2 separate regions of the Sus scrofa genome follow, and region 2 is linked to region 1. Evidence: chromatin contacts called from public promoter capture Hi-C data. All regions are on one chromosome and are shown on one strand. The core of a region is the stretch at or near the end of the contact, and the rest is flanking DNA. Distances in the headings are between cores, read along the strand shown.

Region 1 (4,164 bases), core at 696-3,195:
GGTTCTTGAATGCTCTTCCTAGGAAGAAGCTTCAAGTCACTTCATCAATCTTATAGCAATACCTATTAAGAATGAGGTGCTAAGTGCTGATCCCCAAACTCTAGTTCTGTACTCCAATCAGTGAAGACTGAAATTATCATCTCCCTCATTCTGCATACAATAGCTCACATTCGGCTTATTAAAACACTCAGTTTTTCCACACATGCTACATACAGCTAATTTACATTTTCTCCATCCTGTACTTTTATGCTTTATAAGACTAATTCCAAGAAACTAAGACATCTGATTAGCTCTCCTTATTTCCCTAAGGAGTGTACCCACTACTCCAACGTCTAGAATATAATTAAATTAAAATTCTGAGTTGCATTTTAGTCAGGAACAGACTTTACCAACTGGCTTGGATGCTGGGGTTACTTAAATCCCATAACCGATGCATTTAAAAACAACCTAGGAGTTCCCGTCCTGGCTCAGCGCTTAACTAACCGAAATAGCATCCATGAAGACACGGATTTGATCCCCGGCCTAGGATCAGTGGGTTAAGGATCCGGTGTTGCCTTGAGCTGTGGTGTAAGTCGCAGATTCGGCCTGGATTCTGAGTTGTTGTGGCTCTGGCACAGGTCGGGGTGGGGTACAGCTCTGATTGGACCCCTAGCCTGGGAACCTCCATATGCTGCAGGTGCGACCCTAAAAACATAAAAAAAAAATAAAAATAAAAAATCACCTAACAGGGTAAGCTACTTCAGATTTTTACTAATGTCATCCAATGCAACAAACATCTAGTGAGTGATTAGGACACTGTACTGATCAATGAGATCAATAAAACAAAGAAGTGAACTGGCCAGGGGACTTTATGGCCTAGAGCTATTTCTTGGGGTTACCTCAATGAAGGAAGCCCTTATGTAGACTACCTATTAAACAAACACTCACTGATTTCAACCTGTAGAACTACAATGCTGAGTTTTACAAAGAAAGCCCGGTTGTTACTTATTCCTATACTCTCAATTCTTTGTACATTTTAGGGCCTAACCTAAGTGCTCAGTAAATGTTTAACGAGTAAGTGCACCGTACTATATACAAAATACCTGCAGGTAAACACCTCTAATAGGACTTTTTCTCCTTCCATCGTTTAAAATAATAGGTAACAGTACTCTTAAACATTCCCAAAACAAAAGCGTATTCACAAAGGGATAAAACATACACAGAAATGTTAGGTAAATCTTTACCCCTGGATAATACGTCAGAGAAACAGAAAAGATTCAAGGATGCATACGGAAGATAAAGAAATTAAATTCCAAAAGAATGAGAATTTTAATTCCCCACTAGCACCAGCACACTCCCACATCGTTTCTACCTCGTGGAGGAGAAAACGCCGGCATAAAAAGAAGGCAGGGGGCTCCGCAGAAGCCCTAGGGGGCTTAGCCGCCCCGCCACGCCCCCGCTCGGGCCCACTCTTTCCGCCACTCGGTCGCCGTGGAAGCAACCGGAGGCCTCTGCTCCGACGCGGCCCGGCAAGCGCTTAGCAGACAGTAAAGGGGGAGGCAGGTGGGCGGGGAACAAGCCCAGCCCAACCCCGCAAGCTTCAGCCTAAGAGAGAGCGGGCGACCCAAGACTCCGGGCTCCCAACCGAGCGCCCAAGGGTCCTGGGAGTGGTTCTTGGAGGGTCCAACCGGTCGCCCCCCACCCCCCGCCCCTTCCTTAAGCCGTTAGCGCTGCGGCCCCACCCCTCGCCTCCGTTCGTGCCTCGTCCCACTCGCCCCAAGCCGCTACCCCAGCCGACTGAGGCCCGAAGCATCTGCTTGCTAGGGGTGGGCCCGGGGCTGCCAACCACAGCCGGGAGGTTGAGGAGCCGGACTCCCCTACCTGCACTTTCCTCCGCCCTGCCGTGTTCTGCCGGTGATGGGCCGCCATCTTGCATGTTGACACTCCTACGTCACTTCCGGAAGTGGCTCGGACCGGGCCTCTTCCGGAAGTCCTGCCTCTTCCCTTTAGCCAAGGGCTAATTGTTTCTGAGGCCCGTGTGGCTGTGTGGTGGAGACGGCCTTAAATGCAAAAAATGCTGATAGAGAAAGAGCCCCTTTTTGAGCCGGGGTAGCAATCTGAGTCCAGCTCTGGGTAGACCCGAACACTGGCTTGCGCAGTTCTCCCGAGTGTGTCTTCCAGAGCCCCAGTAGTTGTAAGAAAAGCGCTGGAAGAATTAATGGGGGAGGTGGGCACCCGAGAGGCCACCTCCATCCGCTCAAACTTTCGTGAGCAGCCAAGGGAACCGACAGATTTCCCACGTAGTATCTAAAAAGGTGTTAAACTATAAACCGGCCTGAAAACGGAGATACAGAGGTGACCCCATTTTCAGGAGGCGCAAAGTATCCATTTAAATAAGAGATAAATTGATGTTATGACAAAAACATACACACTAGTTAAAGTTGTATACAGAGATGACTTTCTAAGCTCCAAATCTTCAAGGAGTTGGGGCACACTCTAGTATCTAATTTAAATCATCTTTTATACTGGAACAGTTAGACCTTTCTGGATGAAGGTTTAACTTGAAGTTTTCCTGACATTAAGCATAGGTCTTGGGTAATAATTCATGGTCAAAGGCTAATAGTTTGGCCAGATGGTCAAGAACATGGAAAGAGTGAGACTGGAGCATGGATAAGGAAGTTTTGGAAAAGGCTATGGTGACAGACCTTGCAGTGTGAATCTTAAGAATCATATAGATGAAATGAATTGCCTTTTTTTTTTCTTCCTTTTTTGACCACTCCGTGGCACATGGAGTTCCCTGGCCAGGGATCAGATCCAGGGCACAGTTGTGATCTATGCCGCAGGGGCAGTAAGGCCAGATCTTTTAAACCATTGTGCCAGGCTGGGGGTTGAACCTGCTCCATGAATTGCTTTTTGGATTAACCTCAGCTTGCTTTTTCAGGCTCAGTGCTTGCTTGGTGGAGTCATGAATGAAGTGACAATGGTAACAAGATTAGCATTGGGATCATCAAGCCACTGCTGAGTGTGCAGTTTCTTAGCACCAGGGACCAGTCCTGAGCTGGTGATATACCTCATGTTCCAGGAGGATCAGCCAACCACTTGAAGGCAAATGGATTCCATGGGCCCTCCTCGACCATTGAAGAAGCAATACTTATTTGTCCTCTCTGAAATGTACTTACTCTGAGTTTAGAATTGCTTTTCCTGCTTTCTGTACTCTATCAGTACCACCACCTGGGAACTTACTAAATGTTTTATACACTGTCATTGTGTCTGACACCATATTGCTTCTGATCAAGAAATTCATTCTGTGATGAAAGAAGCAATGCAATGGGCTATTGCTGGTAGAATTCGTTGGTTTAATTGTATAGTCTATCACCAAGAAGCACCTGGTCTTATTGAATACTTACATGTGGTGCTTTCTGAGAGTTAAGTCTTTTTGGTGCTGTGTTATAGGATGCAGTATATGCTTAGAACTAGTGTCTAACATTTGGTGCACTTTCTTCCTATTCCTGTTAACTATTGCTATATAACCACCCCAAAACTTAGTTTTTAAAAAATAACTTCAACATTTTTTTTTTGCTTACGAATCTGTAATTTGTGCAGGGCTCAGTAGGGACAGATTATCTCTGTTCCACTTTCCTCTTGATGCCAGTTGTGGCAGCTAAAAAGTTGGGAGCTGGTATCATCTAAAGGCCCACTCCTAACATGTCTGGTGACTGATGCTGAAGCTGTGGCCAGAACCCCACTCACAGCCTTTCCACAATGCTGTTTGATTCCTCACAGCATAGTAGATGGGTTCCCAGGGCAGGATTCCAAAAGAGAGAAATCCTGGTGGAAATCGTAATGCCTTTTCTAGAATAACAGTGGAAGTCCTGCAGTGTCACTTTAAATCACATTCAGTTCATAGGACTTAGTAAGTTACTAAGGCTGGTTATATCTAAGGGGACTCCATTTTTTTCCCCCTGTGGTGTGCAGTGACTTGATTTGGGATCTCAATTCCCAGACCAGGGATTGAATTCGGGCCACAACAGTGAAATTTCTGAGTCCTAACCATTAGACCACCAGGGAACTCCTAAGACTCCTTTTTTTTTTGTCCTTTTGCCTTTTCTAGGGCCACTCCCACAGCATACGGAGGTTCCCAGGCTAGGGGTCTAATCGGAGCTGTAGCCACCAGCCTACGCCAGA
Region 2 (4,164 bases), core at 1,089-3,588, 300 kb before region 1:
TAGGTTCATTAGCATAGAGCAGATGCAAAATATATAACAGCAGTATAGACTGACCTCTAATAGTTAAAATTCAAAAAGCACCTGGCAATATAAGCGTAAAACAAAACAAAAACAAACCCCCCACTTTTTTTCTTTTTTTTTGCTTTTTAGGGCTGCACCCCTGGCATATGGATGTTCCCAGGCTAGGAGCTGAATTGGAGCTGCAGCTGCCAGGTATAGCCACAAGCCATAGGAATACAGGATCCAAGCTGAGTCTTTGATCTACAACACAGCTCATGGCAAAGCCAGGGCCTTAATTCACTGAGCGAGGCCAGGGATCAAATCTGCATCCTTATGGATACTAGTTGAGTTTGTTACTGCTGAGCAACAAAGGGAACTCCAAAAAACAATTTTCATTTTGAATAGTCCTTTTTTTTTTTTTTTTTTTTGACCTTGTCTGCAGCATGTGGAAGTTCTCCAGCCAGGGATCAAACCCAGGCCCCAGCACCAACTCCAGCCGCTGCAGTGTCAACACTGGATCCTTAACCCTCGGGGCCAAAAGAAAAGAAAACCCCGGAATAGTCTTAGCGTATTGTCAATGGTAGATGGCACATCCTTTAAGCTGTGCTTGCTGTTTCTTTCTTTTTTTTTTTTTTTTTCTAAACGGCCCAAAGTTATTCAAGGTAAATAAACTAAGTGATACATCTGGGTTTTGTTTTGTTTTGAGAGGGGGTGGGCAATAAATACAACCAAACATGATGTTTCGCATGATGCGTGTGCAGCACCCCCAAAAAACAAAAAAACGAAAACTAAAACAAACAACCCAATCCAACAATAATACACGGATACATAAAGGCAATAAGCAGCACTTAAGTAATTAGCAAATAAGTTCCCAAGCAACTCCTATCCTCCTTTAAAAAAAAAGAAATCTCTAAATCCAATTCAAATCTCCAGGCCGGAGCTGGAAGACCCAGAGAAACAGGTAAGCATGTGTTCAAAGATATAGACGTAGAGAAGACACCACAGCCTTGGCTTAAAACAAAACAAAACAAAACAAAAAACCACACTCCAGCCCTGCCCTGAGCGCAGGTGGACCATAACCTTGACCTCAGAGAGGAAAGCTTCCGCCGCCGCTGCAGACCAGCGCTCCCAGCCTAAGGCCAAGCGGCAACTAAGCCTCGTTTCACCACGAGTAGTAACTCAGCGGGACCTTCCTCCTAGCCCCGCCTGCCCAGCCCCGCCTCCGCCCCCACCAATAGCAGCCCCGCGACACGACCATGGCAGCCAATCCAGACATGGGAGGGGCGTGGCTTGGAGGCTCAAGCAAACAGCAACTGCTCCAGGCAAGCCGCGAAGTGGGGGATACCCAGAGGGTCCTCTCGTCCAGCTTGTGGGAGCGGTACAGTCCGAACCCACCTCCCTCGAGGACCGACCGCTTCCTAGGCTTAGCGCTACTACCAGGCCTTGCAATGGTCCAAATATCTACCCAGGTGTCCTCCCATCTGTCACTTTAGACTTCCAAATCAAAGCAACTTCCTGTAGCACTCGCACCTCATTCCGGGCCACACGGGCACATTCCCCTCATACCTCCCAAGGCCCCAGCAATTCCGCCTATCTCTACCCAATGTAGTATCGAGACCTCTGCTTGCCTGTCCCAAGGGTTGGACTGCAACTTCTTTCCTTCTCCCTCCCTCTTTTAATCTTAGTCAAACTCCATTTCTGCTGCCAGGTCCCCAACCTGTTATGCGTGTATCTGGGGCGCAAAAAAAAAAAAAAAAAAAAAAAGGTTCACCGTGGGCTGCTGAGCCTCGGCAACCTTCCACATTTCCCTCCCCAAGCCGACGATGCAGGAACCCCTGCCTTCCCTTCCTCGCACTTTACCATAAGAGTTTCCACTCTGTCTCCAACATCCTGAGGCTGCAGCAGCGCCGGGCGTGACTTCTGGATCATTGGAGGGGAGGCCTGCGAGTGTACTGGGCCCGGGTTGCCGACCGTGGGAACTCAGGTCCGACCCTGGAGGTCCTGGAGAAGACAACTCGATGGCGGTAGCCAGGCGACGCGTTCTACTGCGGGGGCCTCTTTGTAGTCTGCGCCAGTCAGGGGTCCCGGCCTGCGAGCCCACTGCCCTTGTGTGCTCCAGGCGCCTCTCTTCACTCGCTTCGCAGACTCTGCGGCCCTGCTGTCCTGCCCATCATGCCCTGCTGCCGACTTGATGACTTGAGAATATTAGCCTGGGTGCGACCGGGAGGTGGAGAAAGCGGGAGGAACTGGATAGAACAGCTGGATTTAGCTTCCGGGGTTGGAAACGCGTCACGCGCTGGCGAGGGTGTGCTCTTTAGTGCCACCTGGTGGAGAGATCTGAAACTGCAGGATTTGTGGCTTTCTTGTGCCCAGAGCTTACTAGGTCGGTCATCTGCGCCGACGTATGCTTTTGAGGGCCCGGTTGGAGAACAGCTACGGTCGAGACCTGCTGTGACCTATAGGGTTGCCAGTAGCCATCTATGGCTGTATAACACTTGAAATATGGCTAGTGTGACTGAAGACCAGAATTTTACATTTCATTTAATTTTAATTAACTTTTTTAAAAAACCGAAGCAATGTGGAATATTTTCCGGTTAAACAGGAGTTTTTTGTTTTGGCACATCCACATTTCCCTTTAAACGCTGAAAACTTCACCTCAGAAATGTGCTGAAGAGATTTTTTAAAACATGGCGAGGAGTTCCCATTGTGGTGCAGTGGTTAACGAATCCGACTAAGAACCACGAGATTGTGGGTTCGATCCCTGGCCTTGCTCAGTGGGTTAAGGATCTGGCGTTGCATGAGCTGTGGTGTAGGTCACAGACGAGGCTCGGATCCCCCTTTGCTGTGGCTCTGGCGAAGGTGTCTACAGCTCCAATTCGACCCCTAGCCTGGGAACCTCCATATGCCGTGGGAGCGGCCCAAGAAATGGCAAAAAGACAAAAATAAGTAAATAAATAAAACATGGCAATAAGATAAAATAATCTCCTGAGTAATCTTTACATTATTACATAATGAAACTGATACTGGAAAGATGTTACCTGAATCCAGGTTCTTATTCAAGGGAGGGGAAGAATGAACCTCACTAACACACAGGTAGCAAGCCAGCCAAGTCTTTATTACAGGAAAGCAAACAACTCCCAGGACAGCTGGGAGGGAGAAGGAGTCCCCCCTTCCTATTGTCCTATAGGGTTTTTTATCCCTTAAAGATAGGGGTTACCAACATGGGTTCCAGAAAGATGCAGTTTTCTCTCATTGGCCTTGCCCAATTACTTATATCAGTCCTTGTCCAATAGGGGTTTTAGGGGTGGAAATGTCCCATAACGCTCAAGGTTTCTTTGCCCTTCTCTTCCCATAGACTGAGTCACTTGGGGTTAGAGATTAATGTCCATCTGGGCATAGGTACACTCCCTGTAGTAAACAAGGTCTGTGGGGATGTTACTCCCTGGAGCCCTTAAACCGTAAATGTTAATCGATAGCCATATCAAAGAATGCATCGAAGCCCATACTCCTATACTGACTACCTGAGTTATTATTCCACCTCAAAACGACATTTTGGGTGTATTGAATGAGGTGAAATAATTTTCAAAATTAGTTTTACCTCTTGCTTTTTTAGTGTGGCTACTAGAACACTTAGGATTATACTAGTGGCAGAGTTCCCGTCAGTGGTTAATAAACCCGACTAGTGACCATGAGGTTTTGCATGCAGCCCTAAAAAAAAGATTATACTAGTGGCTTGAACTACTTTTCTATTGGATAGCAACTGGTCTAGATTATTAAGATTATGGTTTTATCTCTTACCTGGACCCCCAACTTCCCATTATTCCCGACTGGCTGATCCATGGAAAACTCTTACTGCTGGGGATTCTGATCCTCTTGTTGGAAAAGACAGGCACACACCTCCTGTGGCCCTGGTTGTCTGCAGGATAAAGTCCAGTCATAGTGACAGCCTTCACCGCTTTCCACCATCCATTCTTTACCTGGAAATCTAGGGCATTAGGAAAGAAATTGATGAAGCAAGATGCTGTTTTCTGGCTTTGTTTGTTTGTTTGTTTGTTTTTGGCCATTCCCACAGCATGTGGAAATTCCTGGGCAAGGAAAGGACCAGGAATGGGCCAGGAATTAAACCTACACCACATCTGCCACTCAAACCGCGGCAGTGACAAT

The links. Promoter capture Hi-C pulls out the DNA fragments that hold promoters and counts their contacts.
Region 2: a promoter capture Hi-C map of liver shows a contact between it and region 1, with 2.2 times the contacts expected there. The contact joins the promoter of SLC25A38 here to the promoter of WDR48 in region 1. A contact is called at or near these places in 1 of 5 promoter capture datasets (liver) and 1 of 47 Hi-C or Micro-C datasets (embryonic fibroblasts).

Annotation. Positions count from the first base shown.
Region 1 is chr13:23,733,347-23,737,510 of Sscrofa11.1, reverse strand. It overlaps WDR48 (WD repeat-containing protein 48), which reads right to left and starts at 1,945. Exons shown (of 19, transcript XM_003132119.4): 1 at 1,861-1,945. The coding sequence starts at 1,908.
Region 2 is chr13:24,028,745-24,032,908 of Sscrofa11.1, reverse strand. It overlaps SLC25A38 (solute carrier family 25 member 38), which reads right to left and starts at 2,338. Exons shown (of 7, transcript XM_003358375.2): 1 at 1,861-2,338. The coding sequence starts at 1,929.